3 separate regions of the Mus musculus genome follow, and regions 2 and 3 are each linked to region 1. The links are chromatin contacts, called in public Hi-C and promoter capture Hi-C maps. All regions are on one chromosome and are shown on one strand. Each heading gives the region's core, a stretch centred on a gene start, on an enhancer-like site or on the middle of the called end of the contact. The rest is flanking DNA. Distances are from core to core; before and after follow the strand shown.

What was found. A called contact is a pair of places that touch in the nucleus more often than the background predicts. Capture Hi-C pulls out chosen DNA fragments and counts their contacts.
Region 2: a contact with region 1 is called in a promoter capture Hi-C map of pancreatic islet. The contact joins the promoter of Bcas3 here to the promoter of Znhit3 in region 1. A contact is called at or near these places in 1 of 39 promoter capture datasets (embryonic stem cells), 7 of 484 Hi-C or Micro-C datasets (CD4 T cells, the N1E-115 cell line, cortical neurons and 3 more), 7 of 115 datasets of contacts at active chromatin or transcription factors (astrocytes, bone marrow-derived macrophages, cardiomyocytes and 3 more) and 2 of 9 other capture datasets (macrophages and pancreatic islet).
Region 3: a Hi-C map of embryonic stem cells shows a contact between it and region 1, with 4 times the contacts expected there. The contact joins the enhancer-like site here to the promoter of Znhit3 in region 1. A contact is called at or near these places in 6 of 39 promoter capture datasets (the 3T3-L1 cell line, HPC-7-derived erythroid cells, hippocampal neurons and 2 more), 3 of 15 datasets of contacts at CTCF or cohesin (the NIH/3T3 cell line, embryonic stem cells and pro-B cells), 59 of 484 Hi-C or Micro-C datasets (B cells, the Ba/F3 cell line, the C2C12 cell line and 34 more), 12 of 115 datasets of contacts at active chromatin or transcription factors (the 230-238 cell line, T-cell acute lymphoblastic leukemia, astrocytes and 7 more) and 1 of 9 other capture datasets (embryonic stem cells).

What each region holds. Positions count from the first base shown.
Region 1 is chr11:84,914,723-84,917,811 of GRCm38.p6, forward strand. Znhit3 (zinc finger, HIT type 3) reads right to left here and starts at 1,644. Exons shown (of 5, transcript NM_001005223.3): 1 at 1,534-1,644; 2 at 1,377-1,408. The coding sequence starts at 1,619.
Region 2 is chr11:85,351,764-85,354,852 of GRCm38.p6, forward strand. Bcas3 (breast carcinoma amplified sequence 3) reads left to right here and starts at 1,401. Exons shown (of 24, transcript NM_001166643.1): 1 at 1,401-1,470.
Region 3 is chr11:85,269,231-85,272,319 of GRCm38.p6, forward strand. No RefSeq gene overlaps it. Among named protein-coding and RNA genes, the nearest start is that of Appbp2os, 36 kb to the left of the region's middle. Within about 2 kb of position 1,626, at least 12 of the 459 cell types and tissues checked have an H3K27ac peak or open chromatin away from gene starts, as enhancers often do. A contact at or near this core is called in the Ba/F3 cell line and embryonic stem cells, where this site is marked.

The DNA.
Region 1 (3,089 bases), core at 394-2,893:
GAGACTTAACGGAGCGAGCTTTCACAAGCAGAAAGCAAGCATTTCGGCAGGGATAGGTCTGAGCCTGGGGTGGGAGAAAACAGCAGAGACAGAGGGAGAATGTGCTACATGTATGCAGTGTTTACAGAGGCCAGAAGAGGGAGTCAGAGCCCCTGAAGGGGAGTCAGAGCCCCTGGGAATGGACCTACAAGTTGCCTATAGTAGGCAGGTGCTGAAAACCAAACTCAGAACCTCTGGGAAAGCAACAAGAAGCTCTTAACAGCCGAGCCATCGCTCCAGCTCCATTCTCAATAGGTCAGGAACTTATTTTAACCAGTTCTGGTGGCTCCTATAATCCTAGCATTTGAGGATGACAAAGCATGATCATGATAGATAGGCCAGCCTGAACTACATAAAAAAAAAAAAAAAAGAGCCAGTCTCAGCTGGGCCGTGGTGGCTTGTGCCTTTAATCCCAGCATTAGGAAACTAAGGCATGGGGATTGTGAGTCTGGGAGGAGTATAGAATATATAGTTCAGCCAGGCGTGGTGGTGTACGCCTTTAATCCCAGCACTCGCGAGGCAGAGGCAGGCAGATCTCTGAGTTCGAGGCCAGCCTGGTCTACAAAGTGAGTTCCAGGACAGCCAGGGCTACACAGAGAAACCCTGTCTCGAAAAACAAACAAAAACAAAAACAAAACAAAAAAAGGAATATATAGTGAATCTGAGATACTCTTTCTCAGCACAAAATAAAACAGCACTTGGGAGGCAAGAGGCAGGCAGATCGCTATGAATTTGAAGCCAGCCCGGTCTACAGAGCGAGTTCGAAGGCAGCCAGAAACCCTTTATTGAAAAGCAAACAAAGAAAGAAGGAAAATGAAAGAAGAAAAAGAACCAGCCGGGCGTGGTGGCTCACGCCTTTAATCCCAGCACTCGGGAGGCAGAGGCAGGCGGATTTCTGAGTTCGAGGCCAGCCTGGTCTACAGAGTGAGTCCCAGGACAGCCAGAGCTACATAGAGAAACCCTGCCTCGGAAAAAAAAAAAAAGAGGAGGAGGAGGAGAACCTGTCTCAAAATACCACACACAGAAAAAGAAAATTTCTCCTATTGTAAATAATAAACAACCATATTTTAAAGACAACCATTGCTGGCTAATTGACCTCAGCCAAGGCAGTTTCTGCGATAGTGAGGGGCTACACTAGAATGTCAAGATGAATAAATAGCTAAGACTTTTCCCAAGAAAGCAGCTGACTTGCTTTGGATTATTTGAGACAGGGTCTCAGTCTGTAGTCAGGCTGGCTTTGAACTGGCGGGAATCCTCCCGCTTCGGGTTCCTGGGGGCATGGGGCCTGTACGGTACAAAGAAGGAGCAAGGGCTGCGACGGTGTCCCGGGGTCTTACCTTTGTGCTTCTGAAAACAGGGGACCGAACAGCTGTAATGAGACAGACAGGCTCAGGTCAGCACGATCAGCACGAGCGGCCGCAGCACGTACCCCTTGCCCGCAGCCGCCGCCCGCAGCCCGGCCTCCCTCCGAACCCACTACCCGCTCTGGCTCACTAGGGCACGCGGCAAGTCGGGCAACGGTATTTCGGCTTCTCCAAACAGACCACACAGACCGCAGTCCTACAATTCAGCGACGCCATGACTTCCCAGAAGACACCCGCGCTCACTCTTTTACCTAAACAAGGGCCAATCACAGCGCTCCGCACTCATTGGCAGTCAGAAGCAATGGATTGATCCTGTTCTCTATTCTAGGCCTCACCTGTAGAGTGTCGATACAGTAGATGTGCATTTAGAGCTGCTGCGTCAAGGATTTTTTTCCTCTGATTAGATCAGGCCACGGAACTCAGGATTTTTCTGCCTCTGCATCCCTGACACTGACATCACAAGTGTGCACCACCATGCCTAATCAAAGACATTAAAAAAAAAAAAAAACTGTATACGTGTGCGCCTGTGCCGGGGTAAATGATGTCCCTGCCCCAAGAGAGACCAGAAAAAGATATCAGATCCAATGGAGCTAGAGATAGGCGGGTTTGAACTTCCTACTGTGAATGTTAAGACTCAAACTCTGTAACAGCATCTAGCGGTCCTTACTGCTAAGCCACTTCTCCCAGCCCAAAAGACATTTGAGGCTGAGCTGCTGACAAATGCTTGTTGAACCCCGACTGTGAGTTCTACAATGTCCAGACACTGGGGATGATTGGAAGACGGTCTCTTCCCTAGGAGCACAAGGCTTGAAGTGAAAACAGAATGGGGAAAGGACTAAGGAAGAGACTGGAATTTTAGTGTCAAGCCGTGCATTTGCACGACTCTGAAAATGAGCCTGTAGGTTTTCTTGTGCTTCATGCCACTACAAGCCATGGTGGAGTTGACTGACTGCAGAGCAGATCAGTGGCTAGGCTAAAGGAATCCAGGCTAATGAGTCAGAATAGATGGGCTATGACTAACCTTGAAGGCTACTATAGACTTTAGTTATAGACAAAATCGTGGAGTCAGTTGTGTTAAGGTCTGAGACCCTGTTGCAGGGTGTGTCACCAGGCCCTACTTGGAATCCTGTTTTCTTTAAGAAACTTGCTCCTCTCTGAAGCTCTGAATTTGGTCTAACCTAAACTCCAGCTTCCAGGACCTTAAATCATGTTCCTCTCCCAAATGCCTCCTCCTCATCTATGTGGCCCATTCAGGCTCTAGGGTCCTTTGTTGATTTGTTTGTTTGTTTTTGTTTTTGTTTTTGTTTTTAAGACAGGGTTTCTTTGTGTAACCCTGGCTGTCCTGGAACTCATGCTGTATACCAGGCTGAGCTTGAACTCACAGAGCCGGCCTGCCTCTGTTTCCACCAGCCCTGCTCTAGGGTCCCTGTTAATAAGTGTGCGCATGAGCATCTGTGCCTGCTGAGATGGAGCTGCTGCAAACTAGGCAGTGCCTGGAGCCCTGACTCCCACTCTTTGAGTGTCTTAGAGGGCTTGGTTGCTACCTGAGCCCTTTTATCAATTAAAGTGGATGTCCAGACCTAAATTCTTGAGCTATTGAAAGACAAATGGAAATCATACATATATATTTTTTAACCTGTAGCTGGCAAAAGGGTTATTTCCATGATACTCGGAAGGAGTCTAATC
Region 2 (3,089 bases), core at 151-2,650, 440 kb after region 1:
CTGTCCTGGAACTCACTCTGTAGACCAGGCTGGCCTCGAACTCAGAAATCTGCCTTCCTCTGCCTCCCAAGTGCTCGGAGTTCGGAGTGCCCCACCATTGCCCAGCCAGCGAGTTTCTTTTGGTCTTGGTGTTTCGTCACAGCAATAGAAACCCTAACTAAGACATATGGCCATGGAAATGAGTTTTTTTGGCCTTGACCACGACCTCCAGCTAACTCTTGACACTGATGACATGCCTAAAAAGTCTACTTTAACCTGTATGATAGGCAAAGGTACTTTTACGAATTCCTTGTTGGTCATACCTAGCCGCCTAGTCCACATCTAGGCAGGAGCATCATGTCCAAATTCCAGGCCCGTTTATTATTTTTAAAAGAATTATATCTTATTAAAAAAGATTTTTTGGAAGGGACAGTGTTTTCAAACTTGGTGGCACTGGACTGGCTTAGAACTTGTTATGTACACCAGTGCTGGGAATATAGGGAATATAGTGCATGTGTTACTGGAATCCCATAAAAAGAGATTTTGGTACAGGTTACTAGGTGCTCAGGGGAAAGATATATGGGAAAGCTAGGAGTGTGATTGTGGGTTTCTTTAAGCAAGAGCTCCCGGCCTACGACTACTTGAGACTCCATGAACCCTTAAGACGTATCCAATGCCATCTTGCAAAGCCCCAGGTAGTCTTCTTAGACTCTCTATGGATCCCTATATTGTGCAACAAGTTCCCCCTTCCAAAGTCTGGGGCCTCTCCATTTCCAGATGTTCACGAACATCCATTCCTATGACAGTAACCATTAAGGACTCCAACAAAATTTCTTACAGGCCCCCTTATTCAGAGCAAGACGTACTCAGCAGGGGACTGAACACGGACTGCCAGCCTAGACTCCCGGAAGGTAAACACAGCGCCGCGGGCGGGGTGGAGGGCGGGCTCGGGCAGCCTGAGTGGTCAGGTAAAAGTGATTGGCAGCTGCCACGTCCACGTGCTTTTAGCTTCAAATCAGCTGTCGCGAGAATTCGATGTAAACACACCAGTATACCTGGCTTCGGGCTCCTCGCTGGAGACTTCTGGCTGAGGTCCGCAGGTATTTGGTGCATGTAGCGTTTCCTTAAAACAGAAAATCCACCAAGGTGCCTCTTCCAGGCCCGCAGACACGCCTGCCTTTTCTCCCCTGCCGCCTGCATTCACAACCGAACCTGACCCACCCGCTTCACCCGAACTTCCATACTGTTGTGTTTTCCCTCCAGCCCCAGCGGATTGGATGGATTCTGAAGGCGGGTCCGCCTCTTTCCTACTCGCTGGTTGGCGAAGCTGACCTCCAAGGGCGGTGCCGCGCCGGGGCCAGTTTGCTCCTGGGATTGGCTGATGCGGTGGTTCCGCCGAGGCGTGGTAGGAAGTGCTAGCCGTCAATCACGAGGGAGACTCCAAACAGTGAGCCTGAAGCTGGAGAACAGCGTTTACCGGCGGAGCGGCCGGTGAGAGGGCTGGCGGGTCTTTGGCTTAGGGGAGGTTTGGAGAGGGAAAGGGACAGGCAGCATGAGGAAACAGGGCTTGACCAGCCCCAGTTGACGGGGAAAGGTGCTGAAACTGGAGGAGAGCTGGGCAAGAGGCCAGAGGGCGGCCGGGGGCAGTGGTGGTAGGGCTTTGGAGGTGAAGTGTGGAGTGTTGTTCCCGTGACTTTGGGGAGAGTGGGGCCCGAGGGGCTTTCGAGGAGCTGTTCTCAAGTGACAAGGCCTTTAAAGGACAGAGGTGGGGAGACTGGTTCGGGTAATAGAGGGTGGAATGAAGATGAGAGTACTGAGGGGTCTGGTGAAAGGTACTGCCTAAGAAAGGGGTAGCTGGACTAGTTGGGACAATGGGTTGTTTGGGTTGTATAGGAATGTGGGGATCAACAGTTTGGGGTTTTTCAAATGAGGTGGTACAGTGAACCCTTCTTAAAAGTGATGCTTTTAGGCTGTGGGCTTTCCTGAGCCTTGTAAGACATCTTTAGTTCTGTTGCCAGTCCCCCTTTAACCATAATGAAGCAGACTCTGTACTCTCCAAACCACCTCTATGATTCAGAAACTCATTAGATAGTCAAGGTCTGGGACTTACTTAGACTGTGGGAAAATCCAGAGGCTCCTTATATTATACGAGTTTATATTCCAAATTTGTTTACACGCTGGTGATTACGTTACAATAGCTGGAGGTTAAAATATTATTTAAATGTGGCTACACAGTTTTATCTGTCCTCAACAGATTTATCTGAAGGCAGAGTGGTATCCTGTTACGTGTATTTGTTCTGAGGCTCACATGGGCCATCTGGTCTTTATATGGCTGTGCCCTTAAGGTTGACTTTGAACTCCTGATCCTCCTGCCTCTGCCTCTCAGGCATGCATATGCATCACCACCTGTGACCAGCTTTTTAAATTATTATTATTATTATTATTATTATTATATTTTTAAAAATAAAATACTAAGAATCTCAGGCTTACATTGCCCTTGAACTCAAGGCAATTTCCTTGCCTCAGCCTCCTGGGAACTGGAACTGCTGGTATGTTATGTCCCACTGAGCTTTATATTTGCATTTCTTTATTTTTCTTTTTTTAAAGATTTATTTATTTTTATATATGTAAGTACACTGTCGCTGTCTTCAGATATACCAGAAGAGCGCTTCATAACCCATTACAGATGGTTGTGAGCCACCATGTGGTTGCTGGGAATTGAACTCAGGACCTGTGGAAGAGCAGTCAGTGCTCTTAACCCCTGAACCATCTCTTCAGCCCTATATTTGTTTTTCTAAGTGATCCTGTGTTATATAGTTCCCATTTAGTTCTCTGTCTCTTTTCCTCCTAGTTATAAATTATAGGAAGATTCTGCCAAAGACTGAACTGTCTTGACTTTCAGATACTGCATAGTTCAAGGTCAGCCTCAATTCCTGGGTAAGACCCTATCTTAAAAAAAGAAAAGTAACTTCCTGGGTGTGGTGGGTACACACCTATAATCCTATCAGTTGGGCTGGCAGGTCTCTGAGAGATCTAGGCCACAAGTTTCTGGGAAAATTCATGGTTTGTCACAGTTTGGCAAAGGGATATTTAATGAATAATCGTACACC
Region 3 (3,089 bases), core at 376-2,875, 350 kb after region 1:
AATAAATAAATCTTTTTTTTTTCCAGAGCTGAGGACCGAACCCAGGGCCTTGCACTTGCTAGGCAAGTGCTCTACCACTGAGCTAAATCCCCAACCCCTATAAATCTTTTTTTTTTTTTTAATAAGGTTTGAAAAAAATGAAAGCTACACTAAACCTTTCATTGTGTGTCTTTGCATGCTTTTGGAGCTTCTAACCCCCACACAGGAATATTATGTTCAAAACACAGTTAAAGAGCAAAGCCAGGAATTGTAGCCTGGCCAGGATTTTGAGTTCAGGCTGCATAAAGTCTGGGCTGCATAAAGAGACCTTGTGAGAGACAAATTCTTGGAATTTGGGCAGTAACTTCAGTTCCTCCCAATACTCTTTTCCACCTCTTCCACCTTTCCTGTCTCTCCTGTCTGCTGGGTAGATTATTCTAAATGCAAGGTAAGCTTGCTGTTTCTTCTGTCAGTTCAAACCTGTTGACTACCTTTAGTGAATTTTCGTGTTTGTAATTATATGAATTCTGAAAATTCTATTGTGAGCAGATTTCTGTGTGTGTGTGTGTGTGTGTGTGTGTGTGTGTGTGTGTGTGCGCGCGTGCTCACACATGCATCACTTTCATGAAGGAGTCCACAAAGGCCAGAAGAGGGTGTTAGATCCCTTAGACCTGAAGCTACAGATGTCTTCAAGCCACCAGGTGGGTGCTGGGAAACGAACTCAGGTCCTCAGCATCTCTCCAGCCCTGTGAGCTGGGTCTCTCCAGTGACATGTGTCCTGTGCTCCTGTACCTCTGTCACTGCGGTTCCTTTGTGTTCTCTGAATGGTTTTGGAACAGCTAAAGTTTGTAGGCCCAAAATCTAGACCCCTCTCGGACACTTTCCATCCAGTTTTTGGCCCTATGCATGCGACATACTTTCCAAGATATGTTTTTGTTTCTTTGTATTTTTTGTTTGATGATTTCCTTGAACTAATTCTGTGACAACTGAGTTCTCTGTGAGTTATTCATTTTTGTTATTTTTTTCATTTTAAAAATAACTTTTATTCTCAGCATCTTATTTTTTTATTTATCTTTTTTAAAGATTTATTTATTTATTATATGTAAGTACGCTGTAGCTGTCTTCAGACACACCAGAAGAGGGAGTCAGATCTCATTACGGATGGTTTTGAGCCACCATGTGGTTGCTGGGATTTGAACTCAGGACCTTTGGAAGAGCAGTCGGGTGCTCTTACCTGTTGAGCCATCTCACCAGCCCCTTATTTTTTATTTTTAAAAAAGATTTATTTATTTATTATATGTAAGTACACTGTAGCTTTCTTCAGACACTTTTTCTTCTCTCTCCACCCCACTTGCTCCAGCCCAAAGATTTATTTATTTATTTTATGTATATGAGTACACTGTCGCTGTCTTCAGACACACCAGAAGAGGGCTTCAGATTCCATTACAGATGGTGGAGAGCCACCATGTGGTTGCTGGGATTTGAACTCAGGACCTCTGGAAGAGCAGTCAGTGCTCTTAACCGCTGAACCATCTCTCCAGTACCTTTGCTTTTAATTTTTAATTACTTTATATGTATATGGCTGTGTTTTGCCTGTACATGTCTTATGTATCAGAAGCATGCAGTGCCATAAAAGGCCAGAAGAGGGCATCATATCTCCTCGGGACTGGAGTAAGGTTACAATCATGTGTGTGCTAGGGATGAAACATGGATCCCTTGGAAGACCAGCCAAGTTCCAGAATCCATGCGGAGGCTTTTGAAAGCTCCTGGTTGTCAGGTTCTAAAATATGTGGTTCATCTTTCCAGTCTCAATGACTACCTCACCCCAACTAAAAGCCGACTCAAGAAAAAACTTTTTTTTTTTTTTTTTGAGACAGGGTTTCTCTGTGTAGCCCTGCCTGTCCTGTAACTCACTCTGTAGACCAGGCGGGCCTCGAACTCAGAAATCCACCTGCCTCTGCCTCCCAAATGCTGGGATTAAAGGCCCGCGCCACCACTGCCCAGCTAAGGAAAACTTTTTTGTTTGTGTTGTTTTGTTTGGTTTTTCGAGACAGGGTTTCTCTGTATAACTTCCCTGACCGTCCTGAAAGTCTCTCTGTAGACCAGGCTGGCCTCAAACTCACAGAGATCCACCTGACTTTGCCTCTTATGGCACTGAAGGCATACACTACCATTCCCCTCCCCCCACTAAATAACTGTGCAAGGGTAAGGCAGTTTTCTTCAGTTCGGCTGAGTTCTGAGTCAAATCAAATAGTTACAACTCTCAAGGAATAGAAAATTTCCAAGCAGCTGCAAGTTTGAACAAAATATCGACTGTGCTCACATTTTTTTTTTTTTCTTTTAAGTAAGTCACAAGATGTCTGGCCCAGCCCCTCTGGCTTTGAGGCTGCCCCTGCAGAGCTGCTGAGGAGGAGGTGCAGCACCCCCCAAAAGCTAACACAGCGCAGACTCCCTGGGATACCAAAGGTCAATAATTACCAAGGTCAGACAGTTTTCAGTTTGTTCTTTGGCTTTGCTTGATTTTCAAAGTTCCCAAGCAGATTTCAAAGGCCTTGCGGGTAGTTTTATTGTTTTTGTGGGAGAGTGTGTTTCCACCAAGGATCTCACTGGGCTCTGATGGAAATTAATCTCCTGGTTTTCCTAGAGCTCCAGAGAAAGGTCTGACCTAAAGCTTGTCCTGTTTCTATCTAAACTTGACTCAGGCTATAAGCAACTTGGTTTGAAAGGTTAGAGGAACCTTTGGGGTTTTGTAACCCCAAAGCAATGAGGTAACCCCAAAAGGCTTTGCCAAAGACCATGATGCATCTTTAAAAAAAAAAGATTACATTTATCTATTTATTTGTGTGTGTTTCGTGTGTGTAAATATGTGTATGTATTTGTGTATGTGTGTGTGTGTGTGTGTGTGTGCACATGTGCTGATCCAGCTGGAAAACATCCTTATTGCACAAGGCAGGTTACTTAAAATCAATCCCAGAACAGAATCCATGGTCCTAAGTACTGTCAAGTTCTCTGTACAACAGGGTTATCTGCTATTGGGTGGATGGGTGGGAGGTGTTGTTTGTTTTTGAAACTGAGTCTATGTAGCCCAGGCTAACTTTCAAGTTCTGGCG